2 separate regions of the Sus scrofa genome follow, and region 1 is linked to region 2. The links are chromatin contacts, called in public HiChIP or PLAC-seq maps. All regions are on one chromosome and are shown on one strand. The core of a region is the stretch at or near the end of the contact, and the rest is flanking DNA. Distances in the headings are between cores, read along the strand shown. Region 1 holds the start of NIPBL (nipped-B-like protein). Region 2 holds the start of SLC1A3 (solute carrier family 1 member 3).

The links. HiChIP or PLAC-seq counts read pairs in DNA pulled down with a chosen protein or histone mark.
Region 1: a contact with region 2 is called in an H3K27ac HiChIP or PLAC-seq map of alveolar macrophages. The contact joins the promoter of NIPBL here to the promoter of SLC1A3 in region 2. A contact is called at or near these places in 2 of 2 datasets of contacts at active chromatin or transcription factors (alveolar macrophages and skeletal muscle).

Annotation. Positions count from the first base shown.
Region 1 is chr16:22,150,272-22,154,017 of Sscrofa11.1, reverse strand. It overlaps NIPBL (nipped-B-like protein), which reads right to left and starts at 1,549. Exons shown (of 47, transcript XM_021076592.1): 1 at 1,124-1,549.
Region 2 is chr16:21,871,601-21,875,837 of Sscrofa11.1, reverse strand. SLC1A3 (solute carrier family 1 member 3) reads right to left here and starts at 2,147. Exons shown (of 8, transcript NM_001289946.1): 1 at 2,021-2,147; 2 at 136-407. The coding sequence starts at 316.

The DNA.
Region 1 (3,746 bases), core at 300-2,799, 280 kb before region 2:
TGACCTATTAAAATGACACCTCTCTCATTACACAGTCAAACATCATGGGCACAAACAGCCAATGGCAATCCTGGGACCTCAAGAAGATCTGCCCTGACATGAAAGGATGGCACCTTGTACATTTTTTTTTTTAACCTCCCAGGGATTTTAAGCATAACTTATTTTCTACCCTTTTAAGAAAATTGGTTGTACCTGTATGTCACTACCATTCTCAGAACATTGAAAATTCTTTCTAAGCTTCTACACGTTTAGATCAGGAAGTACCTGAGTGTTTCATGCAAAGTCGTTTAAAACTGTCCTTATATAACGCACACAAATATAAAGTGGCAGGATAAACCTGTCAAGTACTTTATACTTGTCTTTGAATAAAAAGTCCATGTGCAACACACTGTCAAACAACAACATAAAAGCTCTCTGCGTGGTTGGGGAGGTCATATGTAGTGTCTACCACACTATGGTTTTCTGTATTAAATATTCATGTGGACGATTTAATTCTTTTTAAAAAGAAAATGAGTCTTTATTAACTTTCCAACGTCCAAACAAGTTTTACACAGGAAAAGAATTACCACTGGATCCGTGTCTGAGTATTTACATTTGTCTCACTAACTGAAACTACTTCCTCCCTTCATGGGGTCACAGGGGGAAGAAGGGGGGTTGTTTGTTTCACTGGGACGTTCCCCACTCCCGGACCAGGAAAGTTGTAAATATGGGGACGATCAGGGCACATTTGCTGTTAGTTGTATTGTTTCCGCCTCCTCACTAGCTACGGCTCTTCTCCCGGGCGAGGCCTGTCACCGACCAGCAGTAGCTCCGCTCAGCCCGGAGCTCTCCTAATCCCCGAGCTCAAGTAGATTCCGCTGGCCCGCGGCCTGCACTCTCCGCCGGGCCTACGCCTCCCCGGCCGCCCGGCAGGAGCCCAGTCCCCGCCACCGGAGCCGGCCGGGAGAGGGTACAAAACCACCGCCACCCAGGGCGGCTGCCACCAGAGAGGAGCGAACTCTAGACTCGCCCGTGGAGGAGACCTGGGGCCGCTAAGGAAACGGCCGGGAGGGGAGCGAGGAGGAGAGACGCTGAGGACCTGGCGCCGCCGCCGCCGCCGCCGAAATAAAGAGCAGGAATTTACCTGGGCGAATCGGCGTCTGAATCCAAGGGGAGGCCGAGGCCGCTGTGGCGAGAGACTATAATCCGGGCCGGGAGGGGGGGTGGCTACGGCTCCTCTTCCGTCTCCTCAGTGCGGGGAACATGTAGAGCCGGGGGGAGACCAGCCGAGAAGACAAATCGCTGCTTCTTCTTCCTCCTCCTCCTCCTTCTCCCACATAGAAACACTCGCAAACACCCGACCAGGGGCCCGAGCTACCGGGGGGGCATCGCCGCCGGCCCGGGAACCAATCCTCCTGTCGGCGGGGGCGTCCCTCCCTGCGGCTTGGTGGTGTCGGGTGAGTCGGTACCGACGGAGGGAGGGGGGGAGGGCGGGGGGGAAAGGAGCCCTGTGTGTGTCTCTCTCTCTCGTTCCGTCTCTCCCTCGCAGAACAAAATGCCGACCGGAAGTGCAGCTGCAGGAATGACTCCCTCCGCCGGCGCCAAACACTAACAACCACCCCCTCTTCCCCACTCCACTTCCGCCACCGCCGCGCCGCCGCCACCACTTCAGCTCGCGTCCTCGGCCGCGCCGGACTGCACGGCCCGCGCCTCTCCGCACCGCACCCCGGCCCGGCGGCGGCCGGCAGCCGGCAGAGAGCAGGCGGTGGTTCTCTTCTGCGCCTTTCTCCTCCTCAGGGCGGCTGTGGATGTTGCCTTTTATTGTCGATCCTACGTAGCGGCGTTTTCGCTGCGGCACGGACGGGCCGGGTCTTCCTGTTCTTTATTTTCCTGGAGGCCGACCGGAGCGGGCCCCGAGTTCGGTGGTGGTCGTGTGCGTGGGGGGCGCTCAGGTCCGGACCGGCTCGTAGGCCGCTCACGCCGTTGCAGCTGCTCGTCATTAGCTCTCGGGAGCCGAGCTCGGGGCGGCCCCATAGAGGACGCCCGCAATCCGACGGCTACCGTGCATTTTTTAAATGGTTTCCCTGCAGCCGGGTGGATGGATGTATCGTAATGTACGCCCTTCTCTCCTTCTGAGAGGCCGAACTTTACGCCCGTCTCTGCATTATTTCTGCGGAGTAAGAACGCACCCCTTGGAGGAGAAGAAGATTCTCAGCTGGATTGAATTGGAGTCGCGTTTATGATGCATTTATTTCTGGAAATATGTGGTCTTTTCTGGTCTTGCTTTTTGTTGGCGGCGGTTTGGGCTCTTGCCTAACAGTCGGGATAAAGGCCTGTAGGCGACGCTGTTCGAGCCAGGAGCCGGCTCAGCGGGCCCGGAGCGCGCGAGTCCGCGCCCCCCACTAGGTGTGGGTGGAGCCGAGCGCGCGACGAGAGCCGGCGGAATGCGGGCCGCGGGTGGGCCTGGGGCCAGCCGATTTCAGACACCGTTTTCCTCTTTGCGTTTCAAACAGTGAGGTACCACTGGCCAAGGCTGGAGAACAGATGCGATTATGTGTACCGCGCCCTTTGTGTCTCTTACTGAAACACATGAATTAACTTTATCGTTCCGCAGTTCACTATTAACGTTTACTAATGTAAATTACAAGGGGGCTATTCTTCAGGTAAAAAGTGCATAGGTAAGAGAATTTTACTCAAATAGGACGGAATTTGTGGTATACTTTTCTGCATTTCGTTGAGTCGTACGTAAATTATATTGTTTATGTATTTGTATGTGTACCATTACGCCAAAAGTAAATAGGAAAATTTGCCTACAGGTTATTCCTTCTGCCTCAAAAATCTCTCAAAGGATTAAATCGGATCTTGTCGCTCTTTTACTCTAGGCCCTGCAATTGCTCGGCATCTAGCTGAGAGTAAAAGCCAAAGCTTTGACCGCAGCCCCAAGGCCGTGCGCGCGGTGGGGAGGGGAAGGGGGGAGGAAGCTCCTAGGAGAATGATGTAAGTAAACTCCAGGAGGGCATGAGGTTTTGTTTTTCTCCACTGATGTTTTAGGGAGAAAATAATGTTACACACACAGTAGATGCTTAATATTTGGTTAATGAATGACAATTATAAGGGCCTTGGCGGCCCCCCCCCGCCACACACACTAACTTCCCATCTCTGTCCCTTACATGGGTATGTGAGAGAACTTTATGAAAGATTTCTGAAAACAAAAAATACTAGGGAAAAAAATGCAAGTTTATTACAAACTTCTAGGAAAACACACTACTTCTAGACATTGAAAGCCCTCCACAACACCAGAAGCCCTCAAAATAGTGATAATTATTTGTTTTTAGGTTTCTGTAAATGGGCTTGCTAGTGGACAGTCCATTATTAGATTATATGATCATATTCATGTTGGGCAAGTTAGCTTTCTTCCTGAGTCACAAACTTCGTTCTTCATCCTGTCTGCCCTCTTTCTTGAAAAATGCTATTTTCACTAAAGTCTGAAAATTTGGTTGGCTTAGCCCAAAGCCAGCATTACTGGAAAAGTTCATTCAGCAAATCTGTGTCAGGTACAAAGTGCCCGGCACGATGATTCAAAAGGTGCGCGTTTCTGAAGCTTAAAGGACCACATACGGCTATTTTGGTTACTACTCAATTATGCTGTCAAGCAAAGCAAACGCTAGTGAGATTTATTTTTACAGTTTCCTTCTGGAGAAAAGGTTCAGTGAAAGCTGAAGTCAGGCTTAGTGTGGATATTTTAATTCATCTTTTAGTTTGCTGTT
Region 2 (4,237 bases), core at 898-3,397:
CAGAGGAAAACCTAGGCTATCCTTTGGAATACCAACAATAAGTTCATCTGATAACATTCCCAGGCAGTCAGATGCCCCAGAGAAACAAGATCCAGGTTTGTTTTTTGGTTTTTTGGTGGTTATCAAATGACTTACCCACAATGACGGCGGTGACAGTGAGCAGCACAAAAGCATTCCGAAATAGGTAACTTTTAACATCCTCCTTTGTGATGTTCTGCACTTTCTTCTTAGCCAAGAGTGTGCGTTTACGGACTCCTTGCTGGAATCTCTCCATCCTGCCCCCCATCCTGGCCTCTTCTCCATTGCTTTTCGTCATAGCGTATTTCTCTGGAGCGTCTCTTCTTTGAATTCCAATGTCACAGAATCAGCCCCAGAAAGCCAGTCCTCTTTGGTGTTAAAGAACACAACTGAACAGGAGAGAGAGAGAGAGACAAGGGTTAAAAAACCTCCAGGGGTGAGAAATCAGTGCTGCCCAGCACCAGGGGAAGCTGTTGGCAAACTGCACAATCCCAGTAGGAATCAAGGGCTGGAGAGCAGCGATGCCAGTGACTCAAGGGTAGAATGTGCATATTTTCTGGACCACGTGTGAGACATGTGCACAAATCCAGAATATAGGAGCAGAAACTTAGGTTATGTTTCTAAAAACTTGCCCTTCTCTCTCCAGTGAAGGTATAAAAGAGTTCACCAGGGCTGGGGGTGAACTGACTGAGCACCCCCAACCCCCACCTGATCCCCTAGAACCTAGCAGGGAGCTTTGCACAACATTCACCCTCAATTAATGTCCAACCGAATGCCCAGGAAACGCTCAATAGCTACTTAATGGCTTATGATGTATACATGGTGAAGTCATATCCAGGTCAATAAAATGAACTCAGATATTGAGATTTCACAGTCAGCGGTTTCTGTTATGTAAAATAAAGTATTTTCTTCATGAAGGGAAAAAAAAACCCATGATAATATCAACTAGTAGCTGTGCTTATGAAAAAGAACACAGATACCCATGGGAGCTGCAAAAGACATTTGACTCTTTCACATGGTAACTATGAAATGTTTTTCATGAAATAAGCAAACTACCACTGGGCATATTTATAAGCTATCAGAAATCATAATCCCTTTTCATTTTTGTCACAACTAGAAGTACAAAGTGGCATTTGTCTTGTGGCACACATGCTGGTGTCGTCTGAGGAAACTATCACTGACTTCCCAGGATGTGAAAATTTAGAATTTCTAAAACAGATGAGGAGATGAATCTCATTTTCATTCCAAACTTTGCAGCATATGGTTTCTAGTTTCTTTAAAGTGCTCCGAGGTTATTCGAATATATCTAAGTAAATCTCTCCTAGGTAGAAATCAGCTGTTGGGAAAGATCAAGGGATTCCTCCTGCTGTTTTACAAGATTTCTAATCCATAATCTTTCCCATGATAGATAAATCCAAGGAAAAGTCAGTGGTGCCTGTGGACGTGTGTATCTGGCAACGCGAACAGCCAGCGTGTGCGTCCGTGGGGGAGGTAACTAGAAAGCAAGAGCTTCCTTGGAAGCCTTCGGCAAACCCAAGTGCGGAAAAAAGGACTTGCTTTAACAGTTTTGACTTATAAATAAAATTGCAGGTTGGGGGGCAGTGACAATAAGACCCCCAACTTGCTTAAGACTTCACAGCAGATTAGAAGTTTGGGGAGACGTGAAGAAGAGGAGACGCGAGACCAGATTTTGTTTCCCCTACGACTCTCTGATTCCCTTCACCAGTCACTTTTAAACAGACCAGTTCAGCCCTGGCTCTTGTCTAGAGCTCGAACCACAGGCTGCCCCCAATCCACCCTGAATGACTCAACTCCAAATTAAGAGAGGACACGGCGTAAATAGACACCACACGCTCATTGCATTAAATTACTAACGTGAACTTTATCTACCAAAATGGCTAGCTTTTACTCTCGCTACTTCTCGGCTTGGGAAACGAAATACACGGGCAGAGAAAAAGAGTGAGAAATTAAGCTGAGCAGGAATACAGGACGTCAGACCTACCTTTTCTGATTTTGTGGCGGGTGGAAGATACCCCAGGCAATGACAAGGTGAATTCCCAGCAGGTACAGCGGAGCAACAAAACGCAGCGAGCAAGGCGTGCATGTGCTCTGAAACTGCAAATTACTATGAGGGCAACTTAAGAAAAGGGGCGGAGTCTGTGCCCGGGAAAGGGGGAGTGGGGAAAAATGAAAACACCACGGAGCAGGAGGGGGGAAACCCGAGGTTTCTGGAATATTGATTAATCTTGGCGCACCAGAAGCATGCTTGCTGGCTTTGTTTTGCTTCTTAGACCACTTTCCCGCTTTGTCAGTTCACTTTCATTAGAAATGCAAAACCAAGACCAGGAAGAATGGGAGAATAAAGCGCGCACACACACTCCAGAAAGCTTGAAGTCTTGATTAGAACGTTTCAAAGATTTTTCTAGGGCTAAATTTAATTATCTCACATTATTGCAGCTTTCCTCCCCTTAAGGAAACACGAGTGTGTGCTCTTTTGCCTGGTTGTACAACTGTTATGAAAGAGTCCCTCTTTTTAGAATTGGGGAAATAACTGACATTACTTGGGAAGACCCGGAACGCAATCAAGAATGGAGAAAAATAATACTTAGCTACAATTCTCTAAACTTGCCTAAACTTACTCAAAACACAAGATGAGACATGCCTCTATTTTAGCAGTTTAAACTCTATTATAACAAGCCTAATTTAGCTCAAACTGTCTGCGTTGCAAAGATTTTAAAAAATAAGAAACATAAAGAGACCAGGATCTTTGCTAAACTACTAAAGTAAAAAACATTTTAAGACCAAGAGTGTAAATGCACGCTTGAAGTTTCGTCATTTGAAAAGATAAGTTACTGTGCCGAAAGATGCCTCCGTTTTAAAGGTTAAAGGTCCCTCATACTCCTCCCCCTGCCCTGTCATTTTTAGGAATTAGAAAATTCTCTTTGCCTTGAGAATATAACTTGCACTCTAGTCCACCTCTTTTAAGAAGGAAAGTAGATTGTGAAAATAGATTTTTTTAAATGAAAAACAAAACAAAAACTGTTGAGCCTGACTCAACTCCAAAACTTAGAATTTATTTAGCATGAAGAAAAATGTTTAATAGAAACAAAAACCCATACCGAAAATTACAACCAGAGTTCTATATTCCTGTTTAGTAAATCTCATATTCTCCATGCCAAATCTGCTTAATTCTTGGGTCTGTTTTCCAACAAGAAAGTATGTCTTTTCCCTTCATTAGCAAATCCTGGGAGATTCTAAAGATATGTCTCCTGCCAAGCTTCAACTCTTGCATGTATATATTCTTTGGAACAGCTACTGGTTGGAAAGCAACTGGGTGAATCATGTAAATGCTAAAGTTATAAATTAGCAGGGATTGTAACAACTTTTAAAATTGCACCATTTTAAGAGATTACTGAAAATGTATACTCTTGACGGTCCCCAAACTCAGCAATCTTCCTCTTCCTCTGCTCTCCTAGATCACTTAGCATCTGTATCACGTTGTTTAACACTTAATTACACTGTCTCCTACTGCGCCTGTCTTTTTTTGTGTTAAATTTTGACCTCGCAGCTAAATTGTAAGTTCTTTGAGGGCAAGAAGGGAATCTTATACCTGATACATAATAAACATTACATAACACCTATAAATGAATGGCAGACTGTAAGGGTACTCAACAAAACACTTTGCAAACTTCTGTGTTAAAACAAAATCGCTTATTTTTGTGTTGGCGCTTCTGGCCTAGGTACATGGAGCAGATGTCATTTCTCAACACCATGACTACATTTTAAAGCATTTATTTACTACACTAAGTCCTCTCTGAGCCATGGGTTTAAGACTAATTTGTCCACATTTCTTGTGGAAGTGACTTGTGTTTTAAGAGAACTTAAAAGTGAAATCTTTACATGATTTTAAAGGGGGTTTCAAGCCAAGTGGAATTTCCGTTTCCTAATTCTGTTTTTTTTTTAGAGACAAGAAGAAGGACTAGAAAAACCACACTTTGGTTAGCATCTCTTAAGATGAGAAGGCCCTAGCGCCCCTTCCTTTTTTCTTTTTTTCTAATCCCCAAATCTTGGTGAAAAACCATTTCATTATTTCCGTTTGCACAGACATTATGGGAGCCTGGTGAACCCTGGAGAAGGGAAGTCATTCGCCACTGAAAGTTTTGTTGGCTGTAATAAAAACCTAATGAGAAAATGAGATGCCAAGAGTCTTGGTTCAGAC